Regions from separate parts of the Mus musculus genome. Here region 2 is linked to region 1. Evidence: chromatin contacts called from public Micro-C data. All regions are on one chromosome and are shown on one strand. The core of a region is the stretch at or near the end of the contact, and the rest is flanking DNA. Distances in the headings are between cores, read along the strand shown. Region 1 holds the start of Susd2 (sushi domain containing 2). Region 2 holds the start of Derl3 (Der1-like domain family, member 3).

What was found. A called contact is a pair of places that touch in the nucleus more often than the background predicts.
Region 2: a contact with region 1 is called in a Micro-C map of embryonic stem cells, with 1.8 times the contacts expected there. The contact joins the promoter of Derl3 here to the promoter of Susd2 in region 1. A contact is called at or near these places in 1 of 39 promoter capture datasets (embryonic stem cells), 2 of 484 Hi-C or Micro-C datasets (embryonic stem cells and uterus), 6 of 115 datasets of contacts at active chromatin or transcription factors (embryonic stem cells and stem cell-derived neural progenitor cells) and 1 of 9 other capture datasets (liver).

What each region holds. Positions count from the first base shown.
Region 1 is chr10:75,642,345-75,645,742 of GRCm38.p6, reverse strand. Susd2 (sushi domain containing 2) reads left to right here and starts at 1,735. Exons shown (of 15, transcript NM_027890.5): 1 at 1,735-1,869; 2 at 3,073-3,280. The coding sequence starts at 1,800.
Region 2 is chr10:75,891,871-75,895,268 of GRCm38.p6, reverse strand. Derl3 (Der1-like domain family, member 3) reads right to left here and starts at 1,871. Exons shown (of 7, transcript NM_024440.2): 1 at 1,752-1,871; 2 at 1,585-1,650; 3 at 1,426-1,499; 4 at 1,209-1,302; 5 at 642-837; 6 at 140-230; 7 at 1-22. The coding sequence starts at 1,844.

The DNA.
Region 1 (3,398 bases), core at 486-2,985:
TCCACACCCAGCTCTCAACTCCAGTTCCAAAAGAGCCAATGTTCTCTTCTGGCCTTTGCAGGTGCTGCAACACATGTAGTGTACAGACAGTCTGCAAAATAAAAATGTAAGATTTGAGGAGAAGCCAAATTGAAGCCCTAGAAGATCATGCTATATAGCCTGGATCGGCCAGGTCAGCCCTGCCTCAGCATCCTGAGTGAGGTTAAGGCATGTGCCACAACACTTGACCAAAACTGAAACAACCCTGCCCTTCCTGGGCTCCACACCATCTATCTTGGAGATACTTAAGTCCTAGCACCTCATACCTGCCTGCCATGACTGTCACCCATAGTCAGAGCCCCATTTATCTCTCCTTGCAAACTCTGGACCAGAATGAAGACAAGTCCGAGTCCATACGCCTGTGTGCCGCCATAGACTGAGCCCTCAATGGAGAAGAATCTGTTGACTAGACCTAATAATCCAAGGCCATGGATTGGAAGCATGGCAACCCAGGATGGGTCCTTACCAGGCCAGCCATCTGGACAGCCAAGACGCTGGGGACAGCAGTCACTTAGCCATACCCCTCTGCTTACCCATGCCTCTCAGGGTAGGGAGTTACCGCAATCCTGGGCCTGGGTTGTTAGCATCGACTGCTACCACCACAGGACCTCAGTGTGCACACAAAAGCACCCATATAGAGCCCCTTGTGGCTTAGTAGATTTTCTTTCCCCTGGAAGGTGGTGACTTCTCAACCAAATCCACCTATGGGGTTGCAGGTATAATAGGGGCAGGGTTACCTTAGGGGTAGTTGGTTCCCACTCCTATACCTCGGGTCTCCTCAGATACTCGTGGGAGACACTGTCACCTCCAGCCCCGACTAGTTCTGGGTAGTCATTCTAAGTGAGAGGGGACTAGGCCCATAGAACAATAGGCTGGCTGAGACCCAGGACCAGAGGAGAATCACAGATCAGATGGCTTTGGTTCACAAGCCAGCCACCTGAGCACCTCCTCCCCTGTGAGGCTAGCCAGTGTGTCTGCATTGAAACACTACAGATCCCCTGTCCTGATGTCTAGCCCAGGTGACAATCCCTGAGTGAGAGAGAGTCCCAGCTTTGGGGTCCTTCATGAGTCACCCTAGTATCAAGGTCTCCCAGAAGCCAGTAGCTGGTCTCCACCAGGCTCCTTCCTTCTAACCCTCAACAGGATCTGTTAGCTCCCCAACTGACAACACTGGAGCTAGGCTGGCCTCAGCCCTGGGCTCCTCCGTCTCGGTAGTGACTCTAAAGCTGGCTGGCTATTCATCAGAAATGACCCAGTCTCAAGTCCATGCTATGTGCTTAAAATCCAAACAGATTAATTCTTTCTCCACCTCCGCCTGTCAGGCTGAGTGTGTGTTAGCAACACCTCCCTAGGGGAAGCAGAGGTCTAGGTCTGCCCTAAGGGGCCAGGACTTCTCCCACCCAACCAACAGAAACCTCACACACAAGACTGGACTGTGACCCCAGGGTCTGAGCTGTCTCGCCATTCCGCTTCAGGTGCCAAAGGTCTTAGCATCTGGACGCTCCAGCCCCTCATTCTCACACAGGGTCCCAAGGCTGTGATGATGCTACAAGAATGTGCTAACTAGGCACTTCGGGCTCTGCCTGTCTATCGGCACCTGTGGACTTTGAGAGGGGGCGGGGAGGGCAGGGGAGGGGAGGAGTGATGCCGCAGAACGCTGGGCGGGGTCAGGAGGCGGGGCCTGGCCAGCCAGGCAAGAGCCTGCCCTGCAAATCTCTGAGCCACTGTGCTGCCTGCTGGTTGCAGACACAGGGCACACCATGAAGCTGGCCCTCCTGCCTTGGATTTTGATGCTGCTCTCAACAATACCAGGCCCCGGGTTCACAGCAGGTATGCCCCCACTTTGTCCTTCTGACCTCCCTGTTCATCTGCCTGATCAGCCAGGCCCTAAGCAGACACCCCTCTGGGCTCAGCTGTCTATCCATCTGGCAGTCCATCTGTGACTACACTGGGGAGTACTGGGAAGAAACTGGGGGGGTGGGGGGGGCTCCTGGATCTAGACACTTCTGGTGGAGATGGGAGGTCTGAACCAAGCTCATTCTGCACTCACATAAGGGCCTGGGAGGGAATCCCGGAAGACCAGAGCCTGCAGCCCAGCCTCTGTGAAGGGTGCAATCACACAGGGAACCCCCTGCCTCTCATCTGTCCCTGTGCTGGTCCTTCTCGGCGCAACCAAGAAAGTCTAGCAGGAAGGATGAGCCTAGAGCCATGGCCTTTCCCTGAGCTGAGCTGGGAGTTAACCAGCCTGCAGTCTCCTGCTTCACACAAGTGCCACCACCCTTCTGGTACTTTATCTCATGGCATCTTGAAGCATCTTCCCACACCCCTTGCAGTCGTTAAACCTTAGCCGATAAATATTTATTGCTGCTCCGGAGTATAAGCTTAGTGAGGTGGTCTAATGGCTTAGACCGCAGCCCGGCTCCTGGTGGATCTCCATCAAGGGTCTGGGGAAGGTGTGGTCTGGCCTGGGAATTTGTACCTCACCCCAGTCTCCACTTTTCAGCTCTGGGGCTGAAGTACAGCCCTACCACAGGTCTCCACAGCCCACAGAGGAAGTGGGCTGAACAGCTAGGCCTAGACAGGATGTTCCACAGTTTCTATGGGGTATTCCCAACTACACTGTGCTGCAACCCTCACTGGAATGTCCCCTCCTATCCCCTAAAAAGGGAGTGTCCTGGCTGCCTTCTCAGAGGGTGGGGCTCTCTGAGATTCAACTGTGTCCCACCCCCAGAAAGAGATGGGACAAGCTCAACCCAGATACCATTCCCTCCCCGGCCTTCAGTAGGACTCTTGGTGACTATGTACCCTATCAGAAAGCACGGGGACCCTTTTTTAGCTGTGAGGACCCACAAAGCCACTCCATTACCTGTGCTAAAATGGAGCCCCGCCCACAGAGCCGGTGGCTTTCCACCATGCCACTTGGTAGCCATAGCAATCCCTGGTCTGTCTCATGGACGCTTCTCACAGGCTCCAGGGGAAACGGGCCCTGTTGGTCAGGCAGCTGACCCTGGGACACGGGGCTTTCTTCTCCAGGTGCCCAGGGAAGCTGTTCCCTGCGCTGCGGGGCACAGGATGGACTCTGTTCCTGTCACCCAACCTGCTCGGGCCTTGGCACCTGTTGTGAAGATTTTCTGGACTACTGCCTAGAGATTTTACCCTCCTCAGGGTCCATGATGGGTGGCAAAGACTTCGTGGTGCAACATTTAAAGTGGACTGACCCTACTGATGGGGTCATTTGCAGGTGGGGGGTGGGGACCTAAACAGCTAGGTCATTAGGGCTCCTACACGCTCAATCCCAAGCATAGAGTGGGGGAGCTGGAGGTAGCACCCTGGGACCGAGGGCAGGCAGGAGAACACTG
Region 2 (3,398 bases), core at 622-3,121, 250 kb before region 1:
AGGGTCATCTAGTAGCAGCTTCCTGTGGGGAGGGGACAGTTACACTGAGCACTGCAGCAAACACAGGTCATCCCCCTCCCTGTGGAGTAGGTAGATTGGCACGGAAGGGGCCGTGGGGGAACCGATGTCCAACACTCACAACACGCTGGGGGTCAGCAGCAGTCTCTTGCCTCCGGGCTGGTTGGGAAAGACGTCTTCTAGGAAGTAGTAGATGTGGCCCACAAGGATCCCTGTGAGAGAGCCAAAGGCTGCCAGAAGCCATCTTTCACAGCCCAGGGTAACCCCAGGTTCCAGAGCCCAAGTACCCTGCTATCTGGCAGAATAAGATCAGAACTGGCCTTGAAAGACAGGCTTAAAGGGGCCCATAAGCGGACGAGGGGAGGAACTAGGAGCTTGAGAACACTGGGGGAGTAGGAGCCAGGAAGCAGAAACTGTAACCACCCCCAGGCAGACCAACTCAGTTCAGAAGGTCAACTGCAGATGCAAATCCTGTGGTCCAGCTGGATTGCTTGAGGGGCATTAATAACGAACAAGAAGTTAGGAGAAGATGAGGGGTTGGGAGGAGCCGGGGAAGGGATGTATGAGCTGGCTCCCTGGGAGCAGCAGGCCTGGGGGTGAGTGGCAACGGTGGGCCAGCTCACCTAACAGGTCTGTGACAACCGAGTTGCCCAGCAGCAGCGAGAAGCCCATGAGGGCCCAGGGCAGGAATGGTGCCTGGAAGTTGAGTAAGCCGAAGAAGTTGACCCTCACGTGAGGGCTGCGACGGCTCCATACATAGACCAGCATGGCCATGAGGGCCTGTCCCAGGAAAAACAGGCTGCCCAGGAATCCCAGCAGCTGGACCAAGAGTCAAGGCTTCCTGGAGCAGTCTGCTGCCCACAGTGCCTCTGACCCTTTCCACGGGTTCCCTCATATCCCTGGTGTATTCCAGAGATTTGAGAACCCCTTTCTGTGATTTCCAGGTACCCAGGCCCCATCAGTTCCCGTGCCTGCTCCTTCTGGCTCTTGCATCCATGTTTCAGAGCCTTGGTAGTCTACCAGACTGCCCTATATCTCCCTGTTGTGCTGTTCAGGGACACTGAAGAACTAGCTGGGGCACCTAAGCTAAATGGCTGCCAGGCTCCGAATGCCTGTCCCTCCTAGTCTGGGTCACGACAGATAAGAAGGCGACTCTTTGGTCCAATAATACTGAACATACAGAAGGATACAGTCATAAGAACACCACCGAAGAGAAACATGAAAACGAAGTCAGCCTTGCGGCCACGGAAAGAACCCTCCTCCAGCATGCGGCAGTAGCGGAACCTGCAACACTGGCATAGGAAGTGCCACGTCGACTGGGCCTCAGTTTCCCCCGTCACCACCCCAGCATAACCCCCATCCCGGGCTCACTCCACCCCCAGCCCCCGCCAAGGTGGCCCAGGATACACGAAGAGCATGTTGAAAAAGAAGCCGAATCCCAGGGGCCCGAAGAAGAGGAAGGTGGTGATGAGCCTCCAGACCTGCAAAGAGGTGGGGGTGGCGGTGAGGCGCGGGGATGGAGGGCAGGGTCCTGGCTGCCAGGCGCCTGGGTCAAGGCCGCCTCACCTGGAACTTCCGGAACACCAGGTGCGGGTTGAAGTAGAGCTGGAAGGGGCTGAGGAGCTCCAGCTGCTGTGGGACAGGAGGCAGTGTAAGCCCCGGGAAGCAGGCGACATCCCTAACCCACCGGGGACTGTAACCATGGTGCCGCCACGCCCGCCCGGCCCGCTCACCACTGCGGCCGTGGTGAGGACGCAGGCCGCGGTGTAGGCGCGTGTCACCGCGGGCACCTGCAGGAAGCCCGCCGCCAGCCTCTGCCCAGCCATCGAAAAATCCTTAGCGCGCGCGCTGGCAAACCCGCTCTCTTTACCCGCCCCCAAGCCCCGCCTCGCTCTCTGGGGGCCAATCAGCGTCCGAGGAGCCGAGCCTGGGGACTGGAAAGCCAATGGGAAGAGGAAGCGGGACGGCCAGGTGTATCCGAGGCGGCTAGCCAATGGGGAAGTCCCACGGTAGAGCACGTGGCGGTTGTTGTGGCTGCTATGGAGGCGTGGGAGGTGTTGTGGCCAATCGTTTGACAGCATCTAGAAAAGAACCAATAGCAAGGACCCACGAGATTGCCACGGGGGCGGGGCTATGAAAAGAGGCACAAAGAATCGAGAAATGGGGCGGGCCGAGATGCTGAACAGGCCTCAGGCCAACCTCCGGCTTTCTGGTGACATTCTGTAAAACTCTAGAATCCAGTTATCACTTGCTGGCTCCAGTCCTGACCTTCCTGGGTGTACGCTGCGGGGAGGACCAGGTTGAGGGTTCTGAGCCATGCAGGAGTAAGTGGGCAGATTGGAGAAGGACTTGAAACTTGGTAAAAGAGAAAAATGCCATTAGTCAATCATTTATTGAGGACCTACTGTGTGTCGAACATTCTGATAAATGCTGGGGATCCTGTAGCCAACAAAAGACACTGTCTATCATGGTCCAGACAGTTTGATACCGCGCAACCTAGAAAAGCTCCTCGATGGAAAATAATGCCTGAGACTCACCTCCACGGTAAGTAAGGTGACCTGTGAAGCCTATTTGAAGAGGTGACATTTAACTGTCACTTCTAAAAGATCCCTGTGCTCACTAAAAGGTTATACAAACAAAACAGTAACGTGCACTGTCCAGGTTATGAAAAAGTACACGTTTTTCTTGCGTTTTTTTTGTGGGGATTTAAAATGACTCAGCTTCTATGGGGAACAGTAAATGCGGTGCTCAAATGTAGAAAGCAAGACGACCACTGGGTGGAGTGGAGCTCGCCTTCATTCCCAACACTCCAAAGGCAGAGGCGGGGAGATCTCTGAGGGTCCGAGGCCAGTCTCGTCAACAGCGTTCCAGGCCAGCAAGGATTACATAGCGAAATGTCATCTCTAAATAAATAAATATACAATTATCAGACGAGGAAATTGGAGGCAGGATAGTGAGTTCTGATCATGATACCTGAGATACAAAACCAAACGCTGTCTCAGAAAGCTAAAATACTGATTTCATTTTATTCAAATAAAACTTAAAACATAGAATTACCATTGTACCCCTTAGCAAGTCTACCCAGAAGAACTTAAAGAGAAACGTTTGCCAGGCATGGTGTCATATACCTTTAATCCCAGCACTTGGGAGGCAGAGGCAGGCAGATTTCTGAGTTCATGGCTAGCCTGGTCTATAAAGTGAGTTCGAGGACAGCCAGGGCTACACAGAGAAACCCTGTCTAAAACAAAACTAACTAACTAGCTAACTAACTAGACAAGTACTGCAGCCCACCTACTTAGGAAGGGAAATGGAGTACTACTGTTGAATAGGCGCAGAGCTTTTGTTTGGAAAATGGAAAGTCGTACGAACGAATGCTGATG